Regions from separate parts of the Macaca mulatta genome. Here region 1 is linked to region 2. Evidence: chromatin contacts called from public Hi-C data. All regions are on one chromosome and are shown on one strand. The core of a region is the stretch at or near the end of the contact, and the rest is flanking DNA. Distances in the headings are between cores, read along the strand shown.

Region 1 (3,239 bases), core at 637-3,136, 58 kb before region 2:
GAGGCCGAGAAGGAAGGGTGGGCTCTGGGTGTGGAGGGGCCTGACTTGTTTTACCCACAGGTTCAGGCTAGCCATGGCTACCCAAGGGGTTCACACATTCCCTCTGGTGACCAGCTATGGGATTGCAGGAGGGGAGACAAAGTTTGGGGACTCCCAGGAAACAGTAGAAAAGAGGGTACAACAGCTCCCAGGCCATTAATTGTCGAGTCTCCAGGCTTGGGGCCTGAAGGGCATACTTTGCTAAGGGTCTGAAGGGCCATGTGCGGGCTTGAGGTGAGAGGCTGGCAGGGGTTGGGCCAGGACTATTCACTGTCCTTGTTCTCACAGGCAGAGCCTCTCCAGGAGGCAGCGCGGGCTGTCTGCACATGGAGCCCGCAGATCTGGAACAAGCTGCACTGTCCACACCCAGGGCCGCAGGACAGGGCTCTAAGGCCTCTCTGCAGGACTCGAACCCTTATGGGCCCACCAGCCCTCAGTTCCCTCAATCCCACTCTCCCCAGGGAGCACCCCAAGCACTCCCCATGGTATTTCACAAGCACCTCCACCGTAACCTATCTCAAGTAGAACTCTGACCTAACTTCTTCCTCAAAACACAAAAACCTGGCTCACTGCCACCAGCCTACCTCCCCACGGCCCCACGAGTGACTCACCCAGGATCCCACCCTGTCAGCACCCCCTCCCCAGCTGCATCCAGTCCACAGCAAGTCCAGTCAGCACTCCCTGCAAAGGCTCCCCAGCAACAGAAGTGTGTGCACTGCTGGGCGTGCGGGCCCCGCTGCCTCCAGGGCAGCCACACCTGATGTTTCCAGGGGCCCACCGCCCTTGGCCTTTCAGGAACACCCCACCCGGGTCCTCTGACCCTCACTTCCTCCTCATTCTCCAGGGACAGGCGAAGGGCCAGCGTGGAATTCACGTGAGGCTCAGGGCAGTGTAGGCCTAAGACCCTTTCTTCCTTGGTGCTGGGTGCTCCCCAAGGTCAGGGTCACGTGCAGCACCGGTCCCAGATGTCTGCTGAAGGAAGCCTCGTCCACTGAGGGTCCCACCTGCCACCCTCCCCTCTCCCCCCAGCTATGTGCAGGGGCCTCCAAAGCCACGCCCTGGCCTCTTGACGGTCTCTCTCCAGAAATACTGATTACTGTTCTCCAAAACCCACCCGGGAGCCCACATCTACTGATTACGCCTGAGTCACTCGTTCACCAAGAAATATGCAGGGTTTCCTGCTTCAATTTGGGGAAGGCGAAGTGGGGCAGGACAGCGCCCTGATGGCCCCTGGGAATCCAGAGAAGATGCAGAGTGGGCGTGGGGGGTCTGGGCTGCGCAGAACCGGGACTCCGGCCCTGCCTGCCCCAAAGCCGAGGGCTGTGGTCAGCTGCCCTTTCCCACTCAAACCCAATCTGGACTCCCAGCTCCTTTGCCTCAGGCCGCGCCCGAGCTGCGGTGGGGGCCGCCCGTGCCTCCCCGCCTGGACCCAGCAGCCACCGTGGCCCGTCCCGTGACGACCAGAAACGTCTCCAGACAACGCCCTCGGCCCTGGCAGCGGGACCACCCCCGGGCCGCCCTCCCAGTGCCCCCGCGGGGACACCGTGGCCTCCGCGGGTTTGGCTCGTACCCTCTGTCGCCACCCCAGCCACACCCGCCCCCCGGGGTTGCCCTAAACCTGGCGGGGGGCGACTTCCGCCACCCGCCTCACGTGCCCCAAGCCACCATGGGGGTCCCGGAGGACCCCGCCTCTCCCGGGCCAGGAGGGGACCCAGGGACGTCCACCCCACTCCCCGGAGTCCGCGCGCCCTGTGGGGTCCGTCTGCTTGTGACACTAAGGGGCGCCCCGCGGGGGGGGGCGACGACCCCTACTCACACCACATTCCGCGCCATGGCGGCCGCACACGCTTCCGGGGCCCGCGAGGCGGAAGGAGCAACACGCCCACCCCGCAGGGCCGCCGCCTGGCACAGCGCCCCCTCGCTTCCGGAGGCCGCGCCGCCCGCCCCGCACACGCCCGCGCCCGCGCCGCCTGTCCGCGCCGTCCCCAGCCCCGCGCCCGCCCCGCCCCGCCGCGCGCCGGCTTCTTCCACCTCTCCTCCCCCCGCCTGTCCCGCACCCCACGTTCCACCCCGCCCGACCCCCACTCCCCGCGCCGCAGGCTCCACAGGACGCAGGACCGCAGCAGTCCCGCCCCGCATTTCCGCCCCCACAGCCTGAAGCCGGGGCCCGAGCCCCTGCTGCTCGCGCCCCGCCCACGCCCGCACCCTCCCCAGCCCCAGAGGCCTCTCGCCGCCGTCGCACTCTTTCGGGCCTGTCTGCCCTGCCTCCCAGAACCCGGGCCTGCACGCCCCCCACACCGGTGCCCCTGCCCTTTGGCAGCTCCAGGCCACAGCCTGGCCCGCACCGCTGCCCTTGCAGCTGCGGGGGACTGGAAGTGGAGACCTGGGGCTGTAGTGCCGGGGAGGGCGGGTCCCCGGGTCTGGGGTCTGAAGCCCCTCTCTCCTGGCTGTTTCCCGCCCCCCGCGTCCGGAACCCCAGGGCCCCTCCCCTCGCCCTTCTGGCGAGCCCGGTTGGCAACCCCCACACCGGCCACACTCTCCATCTCCGGTGCTCCCAGCACGCCTCCTCCAAGAGGGCCACGGGTCTCTCCAGGCCTTGCCATTTGCCCACCCCCTCTCCACCCTTCTGGCCAGCCCCCTCCAGCCTCTGGCAAGGCCCTCTCTACAGGGACCCCCGTCCAGGGCCCAGTCCTCACTCCTCTCCTTGGGTGGCGCTGGCCAGGAGGGCTGCTGGGACCTTTCGGGGTAGGGCGGCAGCCTCCCTCCCCTGTCCCCAGGCCTCTCCCTCCTCCCGTGGTTTCCTCTGCCTGGTGGCTGGATTCAGGCCACTTGATCTCTTTCTCAGGCCACTTCTCAATGTGTTTAGCTGCCTGTGTCCCCCCACCCCCAGGCCTGGCTTATTCCCGCACCCAACAGCACCCTAAGTGCAAGAGGCAGGGGTGTCGGGGGACCCCGAGAAGCGGGGCCATGGGTCCTGGCTGCTGCTGGGGGCAGAGGGCCCAGGCCTGCAGGTGAGGACAGGGCTGTGGGAGGGCACTGGGGTTGATGGAAATTCAGGAGGAGGAGAGGGCTCTGTGCCCCTCTGAGGGCCTGAGCCGGGTAGGTCTGATGGGTAGGTTTGAGTGGAAATGACTCCAGGGGGTCTATCTAGCATGAAGGCATTGAAGCAGGATGGAGTGAGAAGTGGGACAGAGTGGGCA
Region 2 (3,455 bases), core at 798-3,297:
CCTGGGCAGGCTCCTTCCGCCCCCACCCCTCCAGCAGCTCTGTTCTTGCCTTGGCAGAGCCAGCCCCCACCAGTAGCAGCCCCCAGGACTCCTCCTTCCCCAAACCAGACAGCCTCTGGCTCAGCCCAGATGCCATTTGTCAATGTCCTTGCAAACACGTGGTGCCCAGAAACCAGGGTGGGCGGCTTGGCCGGACCACCCCAGACAGGAGGTCTGCGGGAATATCCCATTTAGCATAGCTCAGCGAAAACTGCTCCCACCTTCCTGCCGATCTACCTCTGATGATGCAGCCTCAGCTTTCCCGAGCCTCTTGGCCGCCACCCCTCACCGCTGGCTCGCAGCGGACGCGCCTGTGGTCGGGCCGGCGACAACGGGGCGCCCCTCACGTGTCTGTGGGCAGCCGCTCTTCCAGCCGTGGGCCCAGCCAGCAGCTGGCCAGGGGCATGCCTGTCACTTGGAGCTCACCCACGTCTCCCACCCCAGCCCACACGGCACTGTGGCCTGACCCAGGCTGTGTACTTGGGGCCTGCTTTGTGCTGGGGTGGCATGGAGGACAGAGACCTGGAGGCAGGTTCTAGCCCCATCCCTGGAGGGACTCGGTCTCTGTGGCCTCATTTCTACACAAGGGTGATGGTCGGGCCACCCCAAAGTCCCCAAGGCACAGTCGAGCTCAGGACGGCCCCGGCAGGTTCTGGGTGTTTAGGAAGCCGAATACTCAGGCCCCCACAGCCCTGGCCCCAGGTCCTCCCTGGATCACAGGAGGCACAGGCCTCCCACCTCGGTGGGGAGGAGGGCTGGCCTGACTACTGTCCCTCCCACCCTAGGACACAGCCATGCTCATCTCAGCCGCGTCGATGGCACCCGAGGTGAGTGGTCCGAGCCTCCAGGGAGCCCCTGGACCCCCACCGCCCGTGCTGCCCAAGCCAGGAAAGGACAACCTGCGTCTGCAGAAGCTCCTGAGGAAGGCAGCCCGGAAGAAGATGATGGGGGGCGCGCACCTCGCCCCACCCGGGGCCTTCCGCACCTCCCTGTCCCCCGTGAGTGAGGCCAGCCACGACCAGGAGGTCACAGCCCCGCACGCTGCTGAGGGCCCGCACCCCGCCGAAGCCCCACGCCTTCCTGAAGCCCCACGCCCCACTGAGGCTCCCCGCACAGTGGCTGCCCTACCCCGCTCCCCGCACACCCCCGTCATCTACCACATGGCGTCACCCCTGCAGAAGTTCACGTTGTCTGTCGGCCTCACCCAGCGCAGGATTCTAGCTGCCCACAAGGCCACGGGGCCCCAGGTTGTAGCCCCGGCCCCAGAACCTGCCCGGCCCCCCAGTGGCTTCGTCCCTGTCTCAGCCCCTGTGGCTGGGGGCACCCACATCACCCAGGTGCACATCCAGCTGGCACCATCCCCACACGACGGGACCCCTGAGCCCCCCAGGACAGCCCCAGAAGGGGGATCCAACAGCCAGGACGGAGATGCCACCCCACGTCTCCCCAGGGCCCAGCCCCTGGTCCCAGTGGCTCACATCCGCCCACTGCCCACCACAGCCCAGGCTGCCAGTCCCCGGCCTGAGGAGCCCCCTGTACCACGGCCGCCACCCAGCTTCCATGCCTCGGTGCCCAGAGAGGCTAGTGCCAGGGTCGTGGTGCCCATAGCCCCGACCTGCCACTCGCTGGAGTCCTCACCGCACAACCTGACCCCCGTGGGCCCTGGCAGAGAGCAACTGGAGGAGCCCCCCATGGCTGGCCCTGCCGCTGAGGCCGAGCGAGTGTCCAGCCCCGCCTGGGCCTCATCCCCTACCCCACCATCAGGCCCTCACCCATGCCCTGTCCCCAAAGTTGCACCCAAGCCCCGGCTCAGTGGCTGGACGCGGCTCAAGAAGCAGCTGCTGGAGGAGGCCCCGGAGCCTACGTGCCCAGGGCCGCGGCAGAGCCTGGAGCCGGAGATGCCCGCCCCCACAGAGCAGGAGGCGCCCACCCCTGCCGTGCCCCGGGTCCCCGCCTCCCGGGCCTCCAGGATGTGGGATGCTGTGCTGTACCGCATGTCGGTGGTGGAGGCCCGAGGGCGCCTGACGGGGCCCAGCGGTGGGGAGCGCACCCCAGCTGGCCTCACCCGCCTGCCCTTCCTGTACCGGCCTCGTTTCAACGCCCGGAAGCTGCAGGAGGCCACCCGGCCCCCTCCCACAGTCTGCTCCATCCTGGAGCTGAACCCTCAGCCCAAGAACTTCAACCGCACAGCGACTGGCTGGAGGCTCTAGTGAAGTGGCCGGAACGGCCCCCAGGGCCCAGAACCATGAGGTGGACAGAAGAGGGGGCTGAGGTTCTAGCTGGGGGCCCATAGTTACTGCATGAAGATGCACCAGGGCCCAAGGGGCATGGGGTGCAGGGCAGCCTGGGAAGGGCACACGGGGTGCTGAGGGAAGTCTGGGTGTCAGGAAGGTGATCAGGTGGAAAGGGCAGAGAGGACGAGCTGGAGCCCCCGGGCTGCAGTGGTGTGAGGGGAACAGAGAAGGGGTCTGCGTTGGGATGTGGGATGGGGGCCTTGGGATGAAAACTTTAGGGAAAATGGCGGAGGACCGCACCTATTGACCTAGGCCAGGCTGCTCAGGGGCCTGGGCCTCGCGTTGTTCCTCCCTTTTGCTGTCAAAGGTTTGGGGGCAGATCTCTGCTTGCTGAGGCATGGGTGCAGTCAGGCTGGCTTGGCCATCGGCCTCAGGAGCAGTCAGCAGTTTTGCTGCGTGCTCTTCCTGATGGCAGAGCCAGACCCTGGGACTAGGGTGCAGGGGGAGCCTCAGCCAGCGTGAGACTTGGCACCAATACAAGTGCTCAGGGGCAGGCAGGGAGGGGCTTATCAGGGGGTAGAGGAGGGCCCAGCGTGACCCCTCTCACTGCCCCCCTCTGCGTCCCCTACCGGGGCTGACAGCCTGAGGGGGCAGAACTCGAGGGGTTCACTGGTGGGACAGCGAGGGTCTCAGCATTGGCCACGCCCAGGCTCTGACCGCTGGATGAGGAGGGAGCCCTCAGTCCCAACCCTGTGGGAACAGCCTGGCCAAGTGGGACCGAGAAGGGGCTGTGACCCCGGCAGGGAGAGTGAAGGCGCCCAGTTGGCAGTCAGCCAGGCTCTGGCAGGGGTCACCAACCACAGGAGAGGGACACAGAGGTGCCAGAAAAAGCCTCTGCCACAGCTGCTTGAGAGTCAGGGTTTGGCAGGGAAGATGGTAGGAGGACAGTTGCCCCACCCTGGGGTGTGATGGGTGCTGGAAATGGAGCCTGGGGTCCAGGTCACTAATAAATGTGTGTCTAACCATGGCAGGAGTGGCACTGCTCTGTCTGCAGCATGGGATGGGGAGGGCATCAGGACCTCTGAATGACTCTCGGCTGGGACAGGGAGTAGGACCTAAGTTCCTGCCCCTCTATGGACCACCAGCATACAGATGGTCAGGGAACCTGGGCTCCATGCCACC

What was found. Hi-C and Micro-C count contacts between places; a contact is called where the count stands out from the background.
Region 1: a contact with region 2 is called in a Hi-C map of CD4 T cells, with 2.6 times the contacts expected there. The contact joins the promoter of MRPL23 here to the enhancer-like site in region 2. A contact is called at or near these places in 4 of 14 Hi-C or Micro-C datasets (CD4 T cells, cortical neurons, fetal cortex germinal zone and 1 more).

What each region holds. Positions count from the first base shown.
Region 1 is chr14:1,866,900-1,870,138 of T2T-MMU8v2.0, reverse strand. It overlaps MRPL23 (mitochondrial ribosomal protein L23), which reads right to left and starts at 1,886. Exons shown (of 5, transcript NM_001266484.1): 1 at 1,856-1,886. The coding sequence starts at 1,872.
Region 2 is chr14:1,808,718-1,812,172 of T2T-MMU8v2.0, reverse strand. All of the region lies in intron 10 of LSP1 (lymphocyte specific protein 1), which reads right to left. PRR33 (proline rich 33) reads left to right here. Exons shown (of 2, transcript XM_077961689.1): 2 at 825-3,300. The coding sequence starts at 834. The coding sequence ends at 2,249. Among named protein-coding and RNA genes, the nearest start is that of PRR33, 6.0 kb to the left of the region's middle. Within about 2 kb of position 2,047, at least 4 of the 40 cell types and tissues checked have an H3K27ac peak or open chromatin away from gene starts, as enhancers often do. A contact at or near this core is called in CD4 T cells, where this site is marked.